Linked DNA regions of Sus scrofa: regions 1, 2 and 3 are each linked to region 4. Evidence: chromatin contacts called from public Hi-C, HiChIP or PLAC-seq and promoter capture Hi-C data. All regions are on one chromosome and are shown on one strand. Each heading gives the region's core, a stretch centred on a gene start, on an enhancer-like site or on the middle of the called end of the contact. The rest is flanking DNA. Distances are from core to core; before and after follow the strand shown.

Region 1 (5,294 bases), core at 1,710-4,209, 210 kb after region 4:
CTGGACCCCACTGGAAGGGGTAAAGAAGACGGGAAAGGAATCGGATATTATGCGTGGGAGGCCCGTGCACCCCATTCAAGGCCCCCAGCAGAATCCAGATGACCAGCTCAATCTTCCTTGTCCTCCCTCCTTTGTCCAGCCTGTGTTCCTGTCCACTCAGGAGCCAGGGAGCTCCCTTCATTGTCCTCCTTCCTCTGCGTCCCCATTGCCAAAGCTGTAGAGGGCTCTGCTGGCTGCCCCCACTCCCTCCTTTCCTAAAAGCCCTAAGAAGTGGCATGTGCAAGGCACTGGCCCCAGTCGCCTGCTGGGACTACACCCCAGTGTCCTCTGGTACAGGTGATACATATCATCCTTTGTACATACCCAGACCAAGCTGGGTCTTTTCCCAGCATAGTCGCCCACCACTCAGCTACCCACACAACTCGACCCCAGTACCAACCCAGTCACCATTGATAAGGTGTCTTGTACCTTGCAAAAAAAAACTGGTGGAAGTTCATCCCAGCTCCTGAGAGATATGGTTCTGCCTGCCTGCTTGACCTTGAGAATGTCTTGCACCCTCTCTGGGCATCATCTGCAACATATAGTGGTTGCACAGAACACCTAGCTTGATGATGTTCTGTAAGTCTTTGTTTAATTTTTTATTTAATTTTTTAAATTTGGTCTTTTTAGGGCTGCACCTGCGGCATGTGGACGTTCCCAGGCTAGGGGATGAATGGGAGCTACAGCAGACAGTCTACACCACAGCCACAGCAACACCAGATCCAAGCCGCGTCTGTGACCTACACCACAGCTCATGGCAACACTGGATTCTTAACCCCCTGAGCAAGGCCAGGGATCGAACCCACATCCTCATGGATCCTAGTCGGGTTCGTTAATTGCTGAGTCACGACAAGAACGCCTGTGTTCTGTAAGACTAAAAGCAATATCTAACATATCTTTTAGATGCTTAATTAGAATTGACAGCAAGAAGGTTGCACAGGTATCTTCCAGCAGAAATGCTAAAGGTAAAGAGCCCTCCAAAGTGTTGCCCTGGCCGCCAGCACCTACCTGTTTGGCTAATCACCTGTCTCTTCTATTAGGAAAGGAGCCACATGCAGGCATAGGGTCTGATTCACCACTGTATTCCCAGCTTCTCATTCCGGCCTGGCACTTAGTATACATTTAATAAATATTTCTAGAATAAATGAATAAGTGGGAGGGAAGGAATGAGAGACAGATAGTTCTGTATGTTATAAATCTAAACAGCCCCAATGCAACATTTGGAGAGCTTGCTCCCACAAGAAGGTATCTGCCTTTGGAACACAGGTTATATTAGTTTTAATTAAGTTTGGCTTATAGAGTTCCCTGGTGGTTCAGTGGGTTAAGGATCCAAGTTGTCAGTGCTGTGGAACAGGATGGATTCCTGGCCCTGGGAACTTCTGCATGCCGCAGGTGCAAGCAGGAAAAAGAAAAAAAAAAAAAAAGACTGGCCTGTAAAATCAAGGATGTGAGATCTCTGTGGCTATAGGAGCCCAGAGAAAGGAGAGAAAAACCCACGGAAAGGAATGGGCCCAGGCCAGGCTGAGGCTCGACATCCCCTACATAGCAACACTCTAAGATCTGGGTGGAAGGAGTGTTCTAATACTAAGTGAACAAATATCCACCGTGTGACAGCTCCTCTGCATAATTTTCACACTTATTTAATAAAACACCTAATTTTTCTTGCAATTGCCTTTAAAAAAATTTTTTTTGTATTTTTTATTCTTTTAGGGCCATACCTGAGGCGTATGGAGGTTCCCAGGCTAGGGATCAAATCGGAGCTGCAGCTGCTGGCCTACGCCACAGCCACAGCCACGCCAGATCAGAGCCGAGTCTGTGACCTACACCACAGCTCATGGAAACGATGGATGCTTAACCCACTGAGTGAGGCCAGGGATCAAACCTGCATCTTGATGGATACTAGCCAGATTCTTTTTTTTGTCTTTTTGCCCTTTCTAGGGCCACTCCTGTGGCATATGGAGGTTCCCAGGCTAGGGGTCGATTAGTCAGATTCTTAACCCGCTGAGCTACAACAGGAACTCCACAATTGCCTTTTGAGGTATGTGTTGGGAACAGAGAAATTTAGGTTCAAAGACATTCAGTAAAGCACCCAAGGTCACATAGTTGATAAGCACAGGATAAGGGATCAGCATTTGTGCCACGTTCCAAAGTCTATGCCTCTTGCACAGTCTTTCGGGGGAAAGGGGAGGAGGGGACCTGGTAAATAAGCAGCCCAAGCCACCGTGGCCAGCCTGGTGGGGAAGCCCATGGATACTGGGCGCTGGGCTGAAGAGTCAATTTGGAGGATCCAGGATGACTTCTGGGGTCCACTCTGACTTAAAGTTCTTGTTGTGGCTCAGCGGATTAAAAACCCGACACAGTGTGAGGATGTGGCATGGATCCCTGGCCTCACTCAGAGGGTTAAGGATCCAGCGTTGTGAGCTGTGGTGTAGGTCGCAGATGCAGCTCGTATCTGGTGTTGCTAAGGCTGTGGTGCAGCCCGGCAGGTGCAGCTCCTATTCGACCCCTAGCCTGGGAACACCCATGTGCCGCAGGTGCGGCTGTAAAAAGAAAGAAGAGTAGGCCAAGGTAGGATCCACTCGAGCTTCCCCGATGCTGCTTCTGGAAACAGTGGTGCTCTAACAAGCTCCAGCTAACGCTGGTTTCTGGAGTAACAGATGCCCCAACTGCCCCGGGCAGGGGGCTGTCCCTGCTGTCGCCCAAACCTCTACGGGAGAGCACACCCCCCAAACCCAACCCCGCCGTCCCCTCAGCAATTTGCGGGCACTGGGACGAGACAGCCGAGTCCTGCCCGTGGATCCGCAGCGCGGAAGGCGGGGACTGCGCACCGCGCTGGACTACAAGTCCCACAATACTTCGCACGGCGGGGAAGCGGAGGGTGCCTCCAGGTGTCTGCGACCTCGCCACCTCCCGCCCGGAAGTGCCCGAGGGTCCGCTATGGAGCTGGCGGAGCCGGGCGGTGAGTCCTGCGTTCTGACCGCGCCCACCCCGCCGCCCCCGCCAGCTGGCCCCCGCTCGCCCCGCCCCGGGATCGGTCTGGCACTCCCGCCGCTGGGGTTGGGGGGCGGGCGGGAAGATGGGAGGGGTGATGGAGGATGGGGGTGGGGAGGCTAAAGTCTCGGATTCCGGCGGTATCTGGGGTCCTGCTGCGGGCTAGGTTTGGAGAGGCGTCTAAGAGGAGGCGCGGAACTGGGCCGACTCGGGGTGGAGTTTGAGTGGACCGAGGGGGGCCGAGTTGCGGTGGGGAGCAGCGACCCTCGGAGATTCCAGTTTGCCAAAGGGCTCGTTTCGACGTGGGGAAGCTTTAGGAAACTGTATCGTGTTACGGGTGGGAGGTTTGGGTAAATAGTAAAGGGGCGGGGGTGTGCTGTGTGTGTGTGTGTGTGTGTGTGTGTGTGTGTGTGTGTGTGTGTGTGTTCGTGGAGGAAAGCCTTTTGTGTGTCTGTGTGTGTCTGGAGACCTTTTTCTTCCCCCTTGGAGAAACTTTAGTGATGGAGGAATAGATAAACTTTGGGATGAATTAGATGGAAAGAATAGGTAAGCTTTGGGGTGAAGTTTGATGGGGGTTGAATTTAGGGGAGAGGTTGCTTAGAAGGTCAAGGCCTGACCTCTGAGTAGGATGTGGGTGAATTGGAGAGCTGGTTAAAGACCTAGAACTTAGGTTACAAAAAATTAGGACTTGGGGTTTGGTGATGGGAAGGGGCATGTGACCCAAGTCTGGGGCAAGCAAGAGGGAGAGCAGTCTGTGTCCCAGGGTGGGGTGTGGCTAAGTGGGCAAAGGAATTGGGACTGTGGGAGAGTTGTAGTGGGGTGGGGTCGGACGCCCCTGAAGTTCAGAGGGCTCTTGGAGGCTGAGCCAGCCCCTCATGGGTTCTTTGTGCCTCTCCAGCTCGGTAGCCCAGCGGGCAAGGCAGGTGCCATGGCCCTGATTGAAGGGGTGGGTGATGAGGTGACCATCCTTTTCGCGGTGCTTGCCTGCCTTCTGGTGCTGGCTCTCGCCTGGGTCTCAACACACACTGCCGAGGGCGTGGATCCACTGTCCCAGCCATCAGGGACCCCACCATCAACACAGCCCAGCGAAGCCATGGCGGTCACTGACAGCATCAGAGGGGAGGCCCCAGGAGCTGAGACCCCGAGCCTGAGACACAGAGGTCAGGCTGCACAGCCAGAGTCTGGCATGGGGCTCCCGGCCACACCGCCACCCCAGGACTCCCCCCAAGAGCCCCTCGTGCTACGGCTGAAATTCCTCAACGATTCAGAGCAGGTGGCCAGGGCCTGGCCCCACGACACCATTGGCTCCCTGAAAAGGTAAGCTGGGAAGAGGACGGGGTTGAAGTGGTAATGAGTCGGGTGGGAATGGTCACAGCGTGGAAGGGCCACCAGAGATGCTGATGGGAACTGAGGTCCCCAAGCCACTCACACGGTATTGTTCCTCTGAAGCAGGAGAGGCCCCTGCGGAGGGAGCCCTGGGTGGTAGGTGGAGGAGAGAAGTGAGAGAGTTGTTCTGGGCGAGGGGCCAGGATTGCCTGAGACCTGCTCTATTACCCAGGTCCCTCTCTCCTCAGGACCCAGTTTCCCGGACGGGAGCAGCACGTGCGACTCATCTACCAAGGGCAGCTGCTAGGAGACGACACCCAGACCCTGGGCAGCCTTCACCTCCCTCCCAACTGCGTTCTCCACTGCCACGTGTCCACCCGGGTGGGTCCCCCACACCCACCCTGCCCACCGGGGTCAGAGCCAGGCCCCTCCGGGCTGGAGGTAGGCAGCCTCCTGCTGCCCCTGCTCCTGCTGCTGCTGCTGCTGCTCTGGTACTGCCAGATCCAGTACCGGCCCTTCTTTCCCCTGACAGCCACCCTGGGTCTGGCCGGCTTCACCCTACTCCTCAGTCTCCTGGCCTTTGCCATGTACCGCCCGTAGTGCCTCCACGGGCTCTTGGCAGTGTCGCTGGCCCCTCCGGACCTTGCTCCCCACGACACGGTGGGAGCTGCTGTCTGCCCCGGCCGGCCTCTCCCACTTGCCTCTTCCCACTACCCTGGAGCCCAGCCCTGCGCCGCAGAGCGCTCCGGGGGCCGGCGGAGGCCCCTCCCTGTGACCTTCATGGCTCTGGGCCACCTTCTGGGGCTGCTGGCCCTCAGCCCCCACGGACAGTCAGCTCCTCCGGGTCAGACAGCTGCTGTCGCTGCCTCGGCCCTGGGCAGAGCCCGGCCACGCCCCTAGGCCCTTCTTAGTGTTCTGCCTGAAAACCCAGCCACCTC
Region 2 (4,856 bases), core at 1,477-3,976, 130 kb after region 4:
GCCAATAAGCCTCTATTATGTACCCAGCACTGCAAAGCCATCACACCAAGTACTGACCCGTCACTTTTGAAGTACAATACCGTACACCTTTTTTTTTTTTCTTTTTTGGCCACAACTGAGGCATATGGAAATTCCCAGGCCAGGGATTGAATCCGAGCTGCAGCTGCAACTTACACCACAGCTGCAGCAACAACCGGCTCCTTTTACCCACCACACCGTAACTGTAGTCAAACCCACACCTCTGTAACAACCCTAGCTGCTGCGGCCAGATTCTTAACCCACTGTGCCACGGTGGGAACTCCAAAATACAATACACCTTTTTTCCTTTTAGGGTAACACCTGTGGCACATGGAAGTTCCCAGGCCAGGGGTCAAATTGGAGGTACAGCTGCCGGCCATTGCCACAGCCACAGCCAGGCAGGATCCAAGCCGGATCTGCAAACTACACCACAGCTCATGGCAATGCCGGATCCTTAACCCACTTAGGGAGGCTAGGGACTGAACCCACATCCTCATGGATACTAGTCGGGTTCCTAACCTGATGAACCACAACGGGAACTCCCTACAATACACGTTGAAGTCTGGTCTTCCATATTGGTACCAGGGAGTGCTTGGTTAATTTTACAAAGAGTTCCGAAAAATATCTTTAGGAGGACGGATAAGGGTTATCCTTGTACATTGGCAGTGAGTTGGTGCTCCCAGACTTAAGGCATCTCTTCTTTCCATGCCGACATCTTCCCACCAGACTCGTCCCCCAGAAGTTTCACTGAGTTGATTGTAGAGCCCAAGATGGATCAGGATTGCGCCGAAACCACACTTCTCTCCCCTTACCTCTTGGACGCATGTATCATCAGCCAAGCATAACCAAAGAAAGCTCCTTGGACCCCACCCTCTTCTGTCCCACTCTGGTGACCGTGTGTGGTGACAGGGTAATGCCTCAGCTTAACGTGAGTGGTGTTCATAGACCAACACAACACCCCTGAACTGGACAAAGGTCACTGAGATCCAGAGCTTCCTCCTGTCCTGCACAGTCTTGAGACTCTGAGATGCTGGTGTAGGTTTTCCTCTGAACCAAATAACTTCCCCTGTTTAGACTGCAGCTTCCTAAACGTGCCTGGCTTCGCTATTATTAATCCCAACTTGCCTGCCTCTCCTTGGCCCCACTTGAAGAACTGTTTCCCAGTGCCCAGATGACCCTCGTTGAGCTGGCCAGGCTTATTCTGTCTCCCGAAGTTCCCGTCACTCTTCTTCTGCTGACTCGCCTGTCCTAAAAGCCTTAGGCTCCGCGGACCCGACCCTGCTATCAACCAAAAGTGCCCGTGACTTTTTGCCTCCAGATTGTCAACTCTTACTTCTGGGAATCGGGAGGAGGGGGAGGGTAAAAGGCGCCGCCATCGCTGCGACTGAGAAGGGGGGAGGTGAGCAGAGTCATCCGCAATTAGCGGATAATTAGCGCCGCTGACCCTTGGGGCTCATCAGCGCTCCTGGGGCCAGCCCCCAGCAATCAGCCAGGGCAGGTCGAGAGTGTCAGGCCCGGAATGAATAGGGCTCATCAGCGGCGCTGGAGTCGGGGAGCCAATCAGGGAAATTAATAGCGCAGGAGAGGGAGAGAGCGCGAGGGAGGGAGGCAGAGATAGACAGACAAGCAGACAGACGAGACAGAGATACAGGCGAGAAATGGGGGGGGGGTGTAGAATGAGGCGGACCGGGATGGGGTGTGAGAAAGAGGAACAATCGAGTAGGACAGGGACAGAAACGAGGGCAGGAAAGGGAAGGGGGAGGAAGAGGGAGGGAGGAAAGTGAGAGGAATGGTAAGTCCTTGGCAGAGTGTGGGCACTCGAGGAAATTAGCCACAGAGGCCAGCGTGAGGGACTCGGGGGTCCGCGACGGAGGAGAGAGTGAGGAAGAGCCCGAGCCGGGAGGAGAGAGGGGGACTTGGCTCCACCGGGGACGGAAAGGGCCCGGCGTTGAGAGGCCCTGGAGCCGCGGCGCCCGGCGGCCGAGCGCGCCCCCTGCCGTCCCCGCCTCGCCGCCCGAGGGGGCGCCGAGGTCCCGTCCCGCCCGCCGCGCCGCGCCGTCCGCCCGGGGGCCGAGGAGGGGACGTCGCGGGCGGGCGGGCCGGCCGGCGGGGAGGCGCGCTCGGGGGACTGGCCCGGAGTCCGAAGGAGGGCGGCGCCCGGGGCGGGGGGCTCTGCGGTCCAGCCCCGCCGCGCGCTCGGTCCCCGCCGGGGCCACCTCCCAGTCCCTGCTCCCAGTCGGCGCCCGGGGCTGGGGGGGCGGGGGGGCCGGGCTGGGTGGAGGGCGGGGCACCGGCCCGGCAGCTGCGGCCGCCTTCTCGTCCGCCGCAAACTTTCACAAAGCGGCGTGTCCGGCCTCATCAATCTCCATTAATAATAGTTGGTTGGGCTGCGGGGGCGGGCGGGGGTCCCGGGCCGGCCGGCCGGGCCGCTGGGAACGGGCTCTGCGGAGGGAGCGGGAGCCGGGCGCGGCGGCTGCGGGCGGAGGGAGGAAGTGAAGCGTAATTTGAGGAAGATGGATGAGTCCGGAGGGCGACACCCCCAGCCCGCCCGCTCGCCCGCCCCCTCCCTCCTTATGAGAGCGAGGGAGCGCCGCGCCGGAGCCACACTGCGCCGAGCCCGCGCCCCGCCGCCACCTCGGCCCGGGAGCCAGGGAGCGAGCCCTGCGTGTCCGCGCGGGGCGCCCGAGCCGCGGGGCGCACGGCGGCGCCCGGAGGGGAGCGCCCCGGGGCGGCCGCAGCTCCGGGCGCGATGCAGAGAGCCGGAGGCGGGGGCGCCCCCGGGGGCAGCGGCGGGGGCCCGGGCACTGCCTTCTCCATCGACTCGCTGATCGGGCCCCCGCCGCCGCGCTCCGGCCACTTGCTCTACACCGGCTACCCCATGTTCATGCCCTACCGGCCGCTCGTGCTGCCGCAGGCGCTGGCCCCCGCGCCGCTGCCCGCCGGCCTCCCGCCCCTGGCCCCGCTCGCCTCCTTCGCCGGCCGCCTCACCAACACCTTCTGCGCGGGGCTGGGCCAGGCCGTGCCCTCGATGGTGGCGCTGACCACCGCGCTGCCCAGCTTCGCGGAGCCGCCCGACGCCTTCTACGGGCCCCCGGAGCTCGCCGCCGCCGCCGCCGCCGCCGCGGCCGCCGCCACCGCCGCCCGAAACAACCCCGAGCCGGGCGGCCGACGCCCGGAGGGCGGGCTGGAAGCCGAAGAGCTGCTGCCCGCCCGGGAGAAAGTGGCAGAGCCCCCGCCGCCCCCGCCTCCGCACTTCTCAGAGACTTTCCCAAGTCTGCCGGGTAAGTGCTGCGGCCGACGGGGCGCCGGGCGGGAGGCTCGTTCACCTGGAAACCCCTGCCCGCCGCCGGCTCCGAACCTCGGCACCTGCCTGGAGCCCTGGAATCCTAGACCCCCCGGTGGCGGGTTCTGCGGAACCCCCTCCACTTCCGTTCCCAACGCGGCACCTCTAGGTCCCAGGAGGGCCGCCCTGCTCTGTCTCCAGAGTGCCCGACGCCTCACCAAGCGCCTCCCAGAGCTGCCCGCCAGATTAGTGCCTTTCCTCCCAGTAGCCGGCCCTGCAGCCGCGGCTCCCCCGTCTCCTCCTCGGAACCCCTTCATTTTTCTCCTCTGCGGGGAATAGAGAGGCGGCGAGTGTGGGATGCCTGGGGACGGCGGCAGGACCCCTGGGGGGATACAGTGAGGCAGCTGTCAGTTCAGGGAGGGCTTCCGAGACCTCAGGGGCAAAGGGAGGGTCTTAAAGTGGTGCCGGCAGGTGTTGATGGCCGGCTTTCCTCTCAGTTGTAGAGGGCACTTCTGAATTGGCCCAGGTAGAGCGAAGCTTGAGGAACAAACTAGGGGTCCTAAAAGATGATTAGCTGGCAGGGGACCGGCTGGGCTTGATTGGGAGACCGAGGGAAAGGCGAGAGGCTGAAGAGGGTTGGGTGTGGCCTGGAGTCCAGAATCCACCTAAGATTCTGGAACCAGTGAGATCCAGCTAAGAGCTAATTCAGGAACCCTGGCCCCTCCAGGAGGCCTTCTCCCCACAGAGGCAAGTGTCTTCAAACCGAAACCTGTTTAGAATCCCTCTAAACAGGCCTCCCTACCTATCCTTAATCCCTAGAAGCTGGAGAGGCTTTCCGCTATCCAGGAGCAGGTTCAGGTGTGCTGAGATCCAAAGCTTATAGGATTTGGTGGGTGGGCTCTAGTGAAGGGAAAACGGGGACTGCTGCGTGCGAGTGTGGGCTTCCTGAAGCTTCAAGTTCTTTAGCATCAGAATGAACCTGACTCTGCTTCACACACCCAGCTTGGCAGGTGGAAGTGACCCCAGGGGGCCTGGGGGCCACCCGAGGGGAGACACGGAGATAGATGCAGGAGTCCTTTTGTCCTTGGCTAGGAGAGAGCAACTCCTGGATAGGTTTCTGGGCCCTTCCTTGAAATTGTCCAAGGGGCTAATACATCTCGACCCCAAGGGCTGCTGTAGAATCTGCTTTCCTCTTCTTTCCCCTTTAGCCTGGGCCCTTTGGCTTTGGGGATTCGGCTCCTGTCTTTTGCCCACTGGTTGGACCAGGAGGAGCCACAGACTGAAGTCTGAGCATCCCTAGGGAGGACTGGAAGGTGGGAGGAGATGTCCACAAGATGTGGGGGGAGGAGCAGCCGACAGGGCGATGGGAAGAGGCAAGGGTCTGTGGGGGTGGGGAACAGGATAGTCCCCAGGCAGAGAGGGCAAGGCGGGCATCAGAAGGTTGGCTTTGGAGGCAGTAGGAGCCCGGAGGACAGAACCGGACACCCCCCGGAGGAAGGGATGCACTGAGGGGGCGGGGCTGGGGGGTAGCCCCCTGGCATGGGGAGACACCCGG
Region 3 (4,881 bases), core at 687-3,186, 150 kb before region 4:
TAATTTCACAACCCACCAGGGAATCTAGGACCATCAGTTCAAAATACTGCAGGAGGGGTATTCAAATCCACAGGATAAAATTCCATTTTAAGACTTGAGTCTTTTTTAAATATTTCAACTAATTATAGAGTGGAATGCAAAAACCCATTAGAATAAAATACAACTTCAAAGAGATGTCTCACTCCCCGCGGGTGGCCTGGGGCTTCAATCTGCAGACGTGAACGTGCGCTCCTCCTCCCCCATGAGTGCCGCAAGTGGATGGTGGAAGGATTCTGCCTTAATGTCGGTTAGTGTCCTAACTCGACGAGGCAACAAGGTGTATTTATGGGGCTGTCACCTCTAAATCTTCCTACCAAGGAATCTGGTCCTGCCGCTCGGAGCTCCGCAGGCGGGGGGAGGGCCCCGATTCCGTGCTTGCTGGGAAAGGCCGTGACCAGAGAGCCGTGATCCTACTCAGCCACGCAGCTCAACACTGTCAACAGCCCGAGGACAGCAAGGGACACTGGTAGGAGTGGAGGGTCTCTGCTCCTTCCACAACCACCAAGGGCAAGGACACCTACCATGACACTGGTCTCCGCGTCTGGAAAGCGCCCACGGCATCCTCGTTTCTCAGGTCTGGCTCACCTTCTTTCTGCATGACCCACGCCTCCCAGGCTGCCGTCCCTTCCTGCACCCCAACATTGGTGCCACGTCAAGGGCCCTTCGCCAACACAACTGAAGAAAGGGGTTGCCAGTAAACCATTTGTGGAAAATACACCAGTCTCCCTTTACCAGAGAGACCAGCCTGTGAACTCAGCCGTCTTAAATCCCCTCTGGAAGGACGTTTCTAGAGAGTTCCCAGCTAAGGGCAGGTGTTTGAGCTCGACTACTGAATTAGCCACGAAGGTGTGGAGAGTTAAAGATGTGTTGACTTGCGCTATTTTTCCCCGTCAGGTGTGTCGGATCTGCTTATCCCAGGGTTGAGACAACTGAGGTGGCGCACACTTTTTTTTAAAAATGCGTATTTTGAATTACTGCGTTCCAGTCTTCCCACAGGCCTTCATCCATAGATGATACTAAGTCACAACCTACACCCTCAAACTTAGACTGACACCAATATAGCAAAGGGCTAAAAAGAAAAAAACTTCACGCAAGGTAACAACCGCAGCGAGCAACCGCCAAGCGACCTGCGCCTCGCGCCTTTTAAGGGCTCTGCGAGCGCGAGTCCATCAACCGCTCAGCGTTCTACCAATCACCTCACCTCTCAATCTTTCCCCGCCCCTTCCCCCGATCTAACCAATCACTAGGAAGCTGGCGTCCCTCCGCCCCTCCCACCCGCCTCCAGACGTTCGAAGCCTGCAAAGCTCACTAACGCCCAAACGCGGGCTGAGCGTCGGAATTTATTTTTAGCTCCCGGGCAAGCAGCCCCGCCTCTGGCTCCGCCTCTTCACCGCCCCCAATGGGAGAAGGAGTTTCCGCCGCGTCATCGCGCGGGCGGGTGGGAACTGTCCAATCAGCGCTCGGGGAAAACTGGCGTAATTAAAAAGCGGCGGAAGCCGGTGGGAGGGTCATGACGCAGCGAGTTTCAGTCGTGACTTTTCTAGGGGCATTTCGGCGTCTCCTGTTTTTCCCTTTAAAGTAAAACGCCTGCCCGGCGCACCCCTGTGCGTCTCGGGGACGGGGGCGGCCGCAGCGGCGGAAGGGCGACGCTGACGCGAGCCGCTGCAGGGGGGCGGCCCCGGCGGCCGCGCGCGGTCACGTGGGCGTGTTTGGGGGCGGGGCCGCGCGGCGGTTCCGGGCGGTTGAGCGCGCGAGCCAGGAGCCAAGGCAGCCGCGCCCGCCCGCCCCGCCCCTGGATGCCGCTCTGCCCCGGCGCGGCAGCCGCCGATCGCAGCACAGGAGCCGCCGCCGCCGCCGCGGTTGATGTGGTTGGCCCGGGGCTTGTGAGGCCGCCAAGATGCCGCAGTCCAAGTCCCGGAAGATCGCGATCCTGGGCTACCGGTCTGTGGGTGAGTGGCGGGCGCCGCGCGGCCTCCTCGAGCCAGGGCCCGGCCTCGCCTGGGGGCCGGGACGCGGCGGGCCGGGCCAAGTTTGGGGCCGGCGCGGCCATGTGGCGGCCGCGCGTTTCGTAACCAGCGGTCCGCCGCCGCCACCTCCATTTTGAGCGGAGGCGGCGGCGAGGCCGGGCCCGTGGGGCGGCGGGCGGCCCGGGAGCGGGGAGGACGTGTCTGGGAGGCCTCGGGCGGACGGGGAGTTCCGGCGGTCCCGCGCCGGGCACGCGGTGCGGGGTCTACCGCTCTGCCAAACTGCCGCGAGGCCCCCCAAAGGCAGAAGTCGCACCTGTCCCTCTTCACCTCGCCGCGGCGAGCTGTCGTGATCGTTGCTGGCCTTTGCACCCCCCAAATTCAAGTCCGTGGGGTTTTAACAAAGGAAACTGTGCCTTGGGGTTTTTTTCCTATGCGTGAAGTTCAACGTTTTAAAGGAAACTGGGGACCTAGAGGACGTTTGGCTACAGAGGGCAAGTTTCCTACGAAAGAAACCCAAGAGCCCTCTTCGGAAGCCTCCTGGATGCTGCCAGCGGCCGAAGTAGAAAAGCAGGGAAAGAGAAATTTCTGCTTTCTCGGTGTCCTATTTTTCTACGGGAAAAAATAAGGTCAGGTACTTGTAACCAGGCTGGTGAAGTGATTCAAAAGTTACCCCCCCACCCCGCCGCCGCCGCCACTGAACAAGATTGACATATATCTGTAACTGTTCCTGACAGTAGCTTTTTAGCCTAACGGAGGTGGTCTGGGGTGGGATGGGGGTAGACCGGGTGCCAGAAAACGAGAAAACAGCCGTTGACCTAACCATGCTTTAGGGTGAGGCTTTATTGTCTTTGACAACCGGAAGCCTGGAGAAATTACGATTATCTTTTCGTGTTGTTTTTAAGAACTGTTTAAGGGAAATGTGCACTTGACCGCGGGGTGGGGGGGCGGCTGCCGGGTGAAAGCGGGTGTTTGGAGTCTGTGGTGATTGCAGAAGGAGGTAACGGTAACTGCCCTAGGAACGCTTTTCACCGCCAACTCCCCGACCTCGCTTTCTGTTCTGCTTCTTCACCCCCATTTTCCACGGCCGGTGCCAGGGTCTATGCTCTTTGACCAACATCAGCTACAGCGTGCTTACTCATCCTTTTATCATCCCTCTCCGGTCAAAGGGGTGGGGGTGGGGGGAATCAGGGGCTGAGAGGTGCTTGTGTAGTGAGAAGGGGCGCCCAGAGTCATAGGGGTAACTCTGGTACGGTGCAGTGCCAGATGTGTGGAGAAGAGTAGGTGGCAGCCGTAACAGCTGCAGCTGGGAAGTACCGTGTATCAAATTGAGGCTTTCAAAGTCTACACAGCCCCAAGTGCCCATGTGGAACCTGGCATCCAACCTCTGTTGGCAGCTTAAATCACCTAGCCCTGGCTTGTCCGTGGTCTTTAGTTCCTCCCCTGGCTTGTGAAGAGAGGGGGGACCGTGACATATCCTGGCTCTTGAGTGAGTTCTAGCTAATCAGATACATAGCGCCCACTAATTAAAGGTAGCAGTTACAGGTGACTTGAACCCGAATAATCAAGTTACAGGTGATAAGTACCTGGGCTCCCTGATTTCAGCGGAAGAGAGATTCTTGGTGGTGGTTCTGTTCTTCAGTGAATAAGCCTCGCATTTGCTCTCACTGTTTTGCTAAAGAAGTTCCTCGTATCCAACTAAAACCTGTTCTTTTTGTATCTTCCTTCTAGCCGTCATCCTCTTAGAGACCCAGATGAGACAGGTCACCCCTTTGTCTTCTCTTTTCAACTGCTGTTAGTTAAAGTATTGTACTAAAGCAGCCTCCAGTGGGGTGCAAGGTATATTTGGTCCCTATTTTTTGTGCCTTCAATATGTTATACTGCTTGTAGCCCACTCAGTTGTCTCCATATTTGTTTTCACATGGGGTGATGATTAAAGTGAAATGTATTTTAGAAGTTCCCCTGTAGGTCAGTGGGTTAAGAACCCGACCAGTATCCATAAGGACGCGGTTTCTATCCCTGGCCTCGCCCAGTGGGTTAAGATCTGGCGTGGTTGTGGCGTTGTGGCATAGGCCGGCAGCTGCAGCTCCACATTCAGCCCCTTGTCTGGGAACTTCCATATGGTGAGGGTGCAGCCCTAAGAAGGGGAAAGGAAAAAATAAGTAAAGCGAAACGTATTTTGCAGAGGTTAAATTATTCCCAATCTTTGCCTTTGCTTTTGCATTTGATCACCTTTGTTGTGAACCAGGACATTTGTAGCTTGTGGGGTCTTTTGTTTTGCCAGCGTCAAAAAGGGAAGTAATCCCCTGATTGCATGTACTAATAACCACTCTCCAGAGAATGAGTCAGTATTCAGACTTAGCAGTTTGGTGACACGTTTGCTTGCAAATGGTGCTGTACTGGAGAAATTTGAGTATGTGTATTTCTCGGTTGTGTTATTTTGTAATGCTAAGCTGTCGTGTCATATTGACTAAGGGTAAAGAGTGGCAGGAAAAGGCTAAGCTAGAAACCACACCTTTCTTAGAATGTTCGCTTGATTAAACGTGCCAGTTTGACTAGTAGAATACTTCTCATTGTGACATTGTCATGTCATAAACTTTATTTTAAAAGTTTGCTGTCAGGGGAGTTCCTGTCGTGATTCAACGGTTTTCGAATCTGACTAGCATCCATGAGGACGCAGGTTCGATCCCTGGCCTTGCCCCATGGGTTAAGGATCCAGCATTGCCGAGAGCTGTGGTATAGGTCACAGCTGTGGCTTGGATCTCAAGTTGCTGTGGCTGTTGTGTAGGCCAGCAACTATAGCTCTGATTCAACCCCTATCCTGGGAACTTCCATATACTATGGGTTCAGGCCCAAAAAGACCAAAAAAAGAAAAGTT
Region 4 (4,621 bases), core at 1,431-3,930:
GAACTCCTGTAGCAGAGGTGATTACAGTTCTCTTTCTCCCTTTCTTCCTTCCTTCCTTTCATTTTTCTTTTTTTTTTCTTTTTTGGCCACCCCCACATGGAAGTTCCCCAGCCAGGGATCAAATCTGAGCCACAGGTGTGACCTATGCCACAGCAACACCGGATCCTTAATCCACTGCAGTGAGCCTGGGACGGGAACTCCCTGAGTTTTTAAATTGAAAATTTAATATTTACAATACTGGAAAAGTTGTGCATGATATTTTGGGATAGAAGCATAAAAGCAGATATACATATATGATTCAAGTCAATACTGGTTGATTTTTACAGCTGAGAAAATCAAGGCCCAAATTTGTAAAAATGACTCAGCCAAGGATGAAAAATTCGGCCACAACCTAACTAGCACTGGGATTTCTGCCTCTAACACTGAACCACTGGATTCTGCTTCCTTTCACAAAACCCCTGGCTGCTTCTCTGCCCAGAGCATGTAACTACTCTCCCAAAGCAGCACACACAGCAATGGAGTTGTCTACTCATCCTCCCCTAGCACAGCTAAACTCTAAGGGGTGGGTGAGGCTGCTAGAGAATTAAACAGCTGACAGGGGTAGTGCGGCCAAATCAGACAAGCAGTAAGAAAGGTAAAAAGCCATTACCTCCTGAAGGATGAAGACAGGTTCTACAGAGCAAAAGAAGATGGGGGAGTTAATGTAACCAAGATGAGTAACTGTCCTTTTTCTATTCAGGACCTGTATTCCACATCCCCCCCCCCCACTCTACCCCCCCAAACCCAATTCATCTGATACTCATTTATTTTTAACTTTGTCTTTTTAGGGCCGCACTCACGGCATATGGAGGTTCCCAGGCTAGGGGTCTAATCGGAGCTGTAGCCACCGGCCTACACCGCAGCTCACATTAACACTGGATCCTTAACCCACTGAGCAAGGCCAGGGATAGAACCCGCAACCTCACGGTACCTCGTTGGATTCGTTTTCGCTGCGCCATCACAGGCACTCCTCCTCATCTGATATTTAAATCAAGTTTGATAACTTAAGTGTATTCCATAAACAAGTGTTTTAAAAGAAAGCTCAAATTAATTTTACATCAACTTGGGGGTGAGAGAGGGTAATGATATGGAAGAAAAAAGGAATAAAGCCGTCAAAGAGGGGGCTGGGAGCATCCGGGTAGCCTATGAGAGAACTCCAGATTTTTCAAGCACTAACAAATGGCCTCTTACACAGAAAAGCCTATTAGTACTTATATGAATTAGCTTTTCAAACACAATTAACTGACATGACGTCAAAAAGTTCCCTACTCATATATCTTCAGAAATCTTGAGTAAAATGTCACTTGCATGTGTGGGGGTGGAGGGTGGGGACCATTTCACCAGGGCATTTACAGGAGCCTAGCTATTTGGAAGGTTCAATGCAGAACCCTCTGCCATTGCGTCCAAGCAACTTCCTAATATAACTTTCAAAGGGTTTCCTAAACCTAGTGTGTGGCCCACACTCCACCCAGCGGCAAATAAATAGCAAGAAGGGTCTAGGTCCCAACAGTTAGGGTTTGGAAAAAAGATTAAACCAGGTGTGTAGACCACACTCCACCCACTTGTAAATAAACAGCAAGGAGGGTCTAGGTCCCACCACTTAATGTTTGGAAAAAAAATTAAACCACTGTGTTGAAACTTACAAAACTTCTAGTTCTAGGGGTTACAGGCAACATAATAAACGAGGATATATATTTTAAATCAAATCAAAAGGGGGAAAAGACTAATAAATCAGTTTTCCATTTTAACTGGAGAACTGAAAGTTCCATGCGTGCCATAAAATGTTCAGTATCACGGCCCCTCCCCCCTCAAAAGCAGAAATTCATTAATACTATTGCTCTAAAATGAAAGTGAAAGGATATAATCCACTCCTTTATCATTTCACTTTCATTTCTGTAATAAATTCATTAATGCGACCTTTACCCAGAGCTTTTGAAATACATGACATATATATACATATATTCAAAATCCACTAATTTTTCTCTTAGGCAGACTAACACCATAATCTTGAATTTAAAAATAAGCGTACGGGAAGCAGTTGAGAAATAACAGAATGCGATAGTCAAGGCTGAAGAAAATAAACCGTGTTTCCTCATTAAACAGCAAAGAAAATCTGTCTTTGATTGCAAATAAACCCCAAATGGCATATTTGGAATAACAGTCCTACGATTCAAGCTTTTTGTAGGGCTAATTAGATTAACTTAAATATATATTTCTTTCTTTATTTCTGTCTCCCTCCAAAAGCAATACTTAAATCTTTTTTAAAAAATACCCACCACCCCTGCCCAACCCAGAGCAAACCTTGCGCCCGGCGAACGAACGAACGGCCGGCGCGTCCCGAACCCCCGAAGCCCCGGCCCGCAGCCCCCGGTTCCGGCCGAGCCTCGGCCCAGGGCGCCCACCGCCCGCCGCTGCAGTCGCGCCCGACTCGGGCGGGGAACGCGTCGGCGTCGAGCTGGGGGACCGGGGTCACCGCTGAGACACACGCTCGGCCGCCGTCTCCTCACCTGCGACACAACCGCGCCAGCAGCGACCCGCCGAGTGCCCGGATGCGACGGAGGCCGCCGTTTATTTTCATTCCGGGGTGAGGCCGGCCCCGCCCCCGCTGCCGCAGCCGCCCCGGACGCCGGGCCGCCCCGCCCCCGCGCGGCCGCGAGAAGGGATTGTGGGCGGGGCCAGGGCAGGGGAGGGTGGGGTTGTGGGTGGGCAGTGGGCGTGGCTAAGGCGGGACCAGGATGGGACCAGCTGGGGCGAGGACCCCGGCTGAGGGCAGATGTGGGCGGGGCAGAGGGAAGGGCGATGGGCGTGGCCCGGGCGGACCCGAGTGAGCGGGGACGGGCCTCCCCCACCGCCCCGGGACTTGCCGAAGGCCCAGGGCGGGGCTGGCGGGAAGTCCCCCGCCGGGAGCTGAGGGTGGGCTCCTCCCGGAACTGTGGAGACCCCGGGGCCGCTGGCCTGGCCCAAGTGGCCAGACTTCAGAGGAAACTGAACCTGGCTCCCTTTCTCCAGAAGCCTCGAAAGAGGCCCGAGCACCTTGCAGGAAGCCCATTTCCCCCCGGAAGGAGGGTCTGGACCTCCTGCAGGCGGGTCCGCCCCGCCCCCAGCTCTGGGCCGGGCCGAAAGCGCTGTGCCCCTTCAAGTCTGGCTTTTCATCCTGCCCCCTTCGCTCCGCCGGGGCCTCCCTTCGGTGAACTTCCCGGCCCCGCCGCCCTCGCCCTTCCCTCCCCGAGGGGCCTCTGCCACGCCGGTCTCCACACGCTGTCGACCGCCTGATGTGTGGAGATCCGCCTGCCGCCGGAGCGCTCTGCTCACCGCTGTGGTAAATACGCAGAAACCTATGGCTTGGCCTATGTCATGCGTCTAGGAAATGAGACAAGTGTGCATACAAACTAAGGGCAGTGTGTGAACTGCTCTGAGAACGAGCGCAGAGCCTGGGGTCGGGGTGAGAGGGGCTGCGCTCTGGTCCTGGCAGAGCTCAAAGATGCTTAGAATCCGGGAATGGAAGCTAGGGTCCAGGTCAGACCCCAGGAAGTTTGCTCGGATGAAGCTGTTGGCCCTTCCATTCCCGATTCCAAAGCCCATCCTTGGACCCGCTCTAGTACCGCCGTGGGGTCGGGCTTGACCGCGTGGGTCCCGCCCCTGGCAGGCTGGGTACCTGGGCAGGCTCCCAGCCTCTACTTCAACCAGCATGATAATACCCCTGCTGCGCTAGGACCTGTCCCTCTCACTGCACGGGGCAGCCCCCAGGAGAGGATTAGCACCATCACTTTTCCCAAAATGGAACTAGAATAACACCTGAAGCAGCAAGCTAAAGGGTGAGGCGGAACCTCTCCTGGTGCCTTTCCGTTCTCTGGGGGGAAACCTCGGGTAGAATATGCACCTAAATCCATTTTAGGGAAGAGAAAGTGTTCCCAGGGTGCCATGTGTGCCAGTGTACCTGGCCCCTGCCAGGAGGACACTGCACACAACCCAGGAGCAACTTCTGTTCCTCTTTTTATTCTGCTGACTTGCAGGCATTGTTCACCTGCCTAGCAGTGCATAGGAAGCTGGCAATTTTCTGTATCTTTCCTATAAGGAACTTTTAGCTCCCTAGCCTCCTTTGAGTACACCAACACTTAGAAAGTCTTTGAAATTAAGTTCTTTACCGTGGGTCAAATCAATTTCTTAGTCAAGGCAAAAGACAAATGGCAAAATGGGGGGAAATAGTGCCAATTAACACCAAAGAGAAATCTCTTTAGTATATAAAGAACTTTTACAATTTGATAAGAAAAAGGCCAAAATAGAAAACTGGGCAAAAGCTCCTAAAATACAATTCACTGAAAAGGGAATATAAATGGTTCATAAGTATATGAAAAATTACTAACCTCATTCATTATAAGATATTAAATATGAATAAAACTACACCAAAGTACCATTTTTTTACCTGTCAGGCTGAAAAAAAAATGAATACCACGTGATGATGGCAAGACTACTTGGAAATAAGCACCCTCTTACCATACTCGCGGGAGATTAAATTGATACAACTCTTAAGAGGCCAATATAGTAGAATCTATTAAAATGAAAAGGCAGGAGCTCCTGCTGT

What was found. Promoter capture Hi-C pulls out the DNA fragments that hold promoters and counts their contacts. A called contact is a pair of places that touch in the nucleus more often than the background predicts. HiChIP or PLAC-seq counts read pairs in DNA pulled down with a chosen protein or histone mark.
Region 1: a contact with region 4 is called in a Hi-C map of liver, with 2.3 times the contacts expected there. The contact joins the promoter of TMUB1 here to the promoter of NUB1 in region 4. A contact is called at or near these places in 1 of 47 Hi-C or Micro-C datasets (liver) and 1 of 2 datasets of contacts at active chromatin or transcription factors (alveolar macrophages).
Region 2: a promoter capture Hi-C map of fetal skeletal muscle shows a contact between it and region 4, with 6 times the contacts expected there. The contact joins the promoter of GBX1 here to the promoter of NUB1 in region 4. A contact is called at or near these places in 1 of 5 promoter capture datasets (fetal skeletal muscle) and 1 of 47 Hi-C or Micro-C datasets (epiblast stem cells).
Region 3: a contact with region 4 is called in an H3K27ac HiChIP or PLAC-seq map of alveolar macrophages. The contact joins the promoter of RHEB here to the promoter of NUB1 in region 4. A contact is called at or near these places in 1 of 47 Hi-C or Micro-C datasets (liver) and 2 of 2 datasets of contacts at active chromatin or transcription factors (alveolar macrophages and skeletal muscle).

What each region holds. Positions count from the first base shown.
Region 1 is chr18:6,139,492-6,144,785 of Sscrofa11.1, forward strand. It overlaps TMUB1 (transmembrane and ubiquitin like domain containing 1), which reads left to right and starts at 2,960. Exons shown (of 3, transcript NM_001244336.1): 1 at 2,960-2,998; 2 at 3,929-4,347; 3 at 4,605-5,294. The coding sequence starts at 3,959. The coding sequence ends at 4,956. AGAP3 (arf-GAP with GTPase, ANK repeat and PH domain-containing protein 3) reads right to left here. Exons shown (of 18, transcript XM_021078868.1): 2 at 469-571; 3 at 1-10.
Region 2 is chr18:6,056,162-6,061,017 of Sscrofa11.1, forward strand. It overlaps GBX1 (homeobox protein GBX-1), which reads left to right and starts at 2,727. Exons shown (of 2, transcript XM_003360076.4): 1 at 2,727-3,299. The coding sequence starts at 2,768.
Region 3 is chr18:5,777,503-5,782,383 of Sscrofa11.1, forward strand. It overlaps RHEB (Ras homolog enriched in brain), which reads left to right and starts at 1,937. Exons shown (of 8, transcript NM_001287846.1): 1 at 1,937-1,988. The coding sequence starts at 1,937. It overlaps LOC102162623 (a long non-coding RNA gene), which reads right to left and starts at 1,618. Exons shown (of 3, transcript XR_002340246.1): 1 at 561-1,618.
Region 4 is chr18:5,926,301-5,930,921 of Sscrofa11.1, forward strand. It overlaps NUB1 (NEDD8 ultimate buster 1), which reads right to left and starts at 2,681. Exons shown (of 15, transcript XM_013990737.2): 1 at 2,547-2,681. The coding sequence starts at 2,617.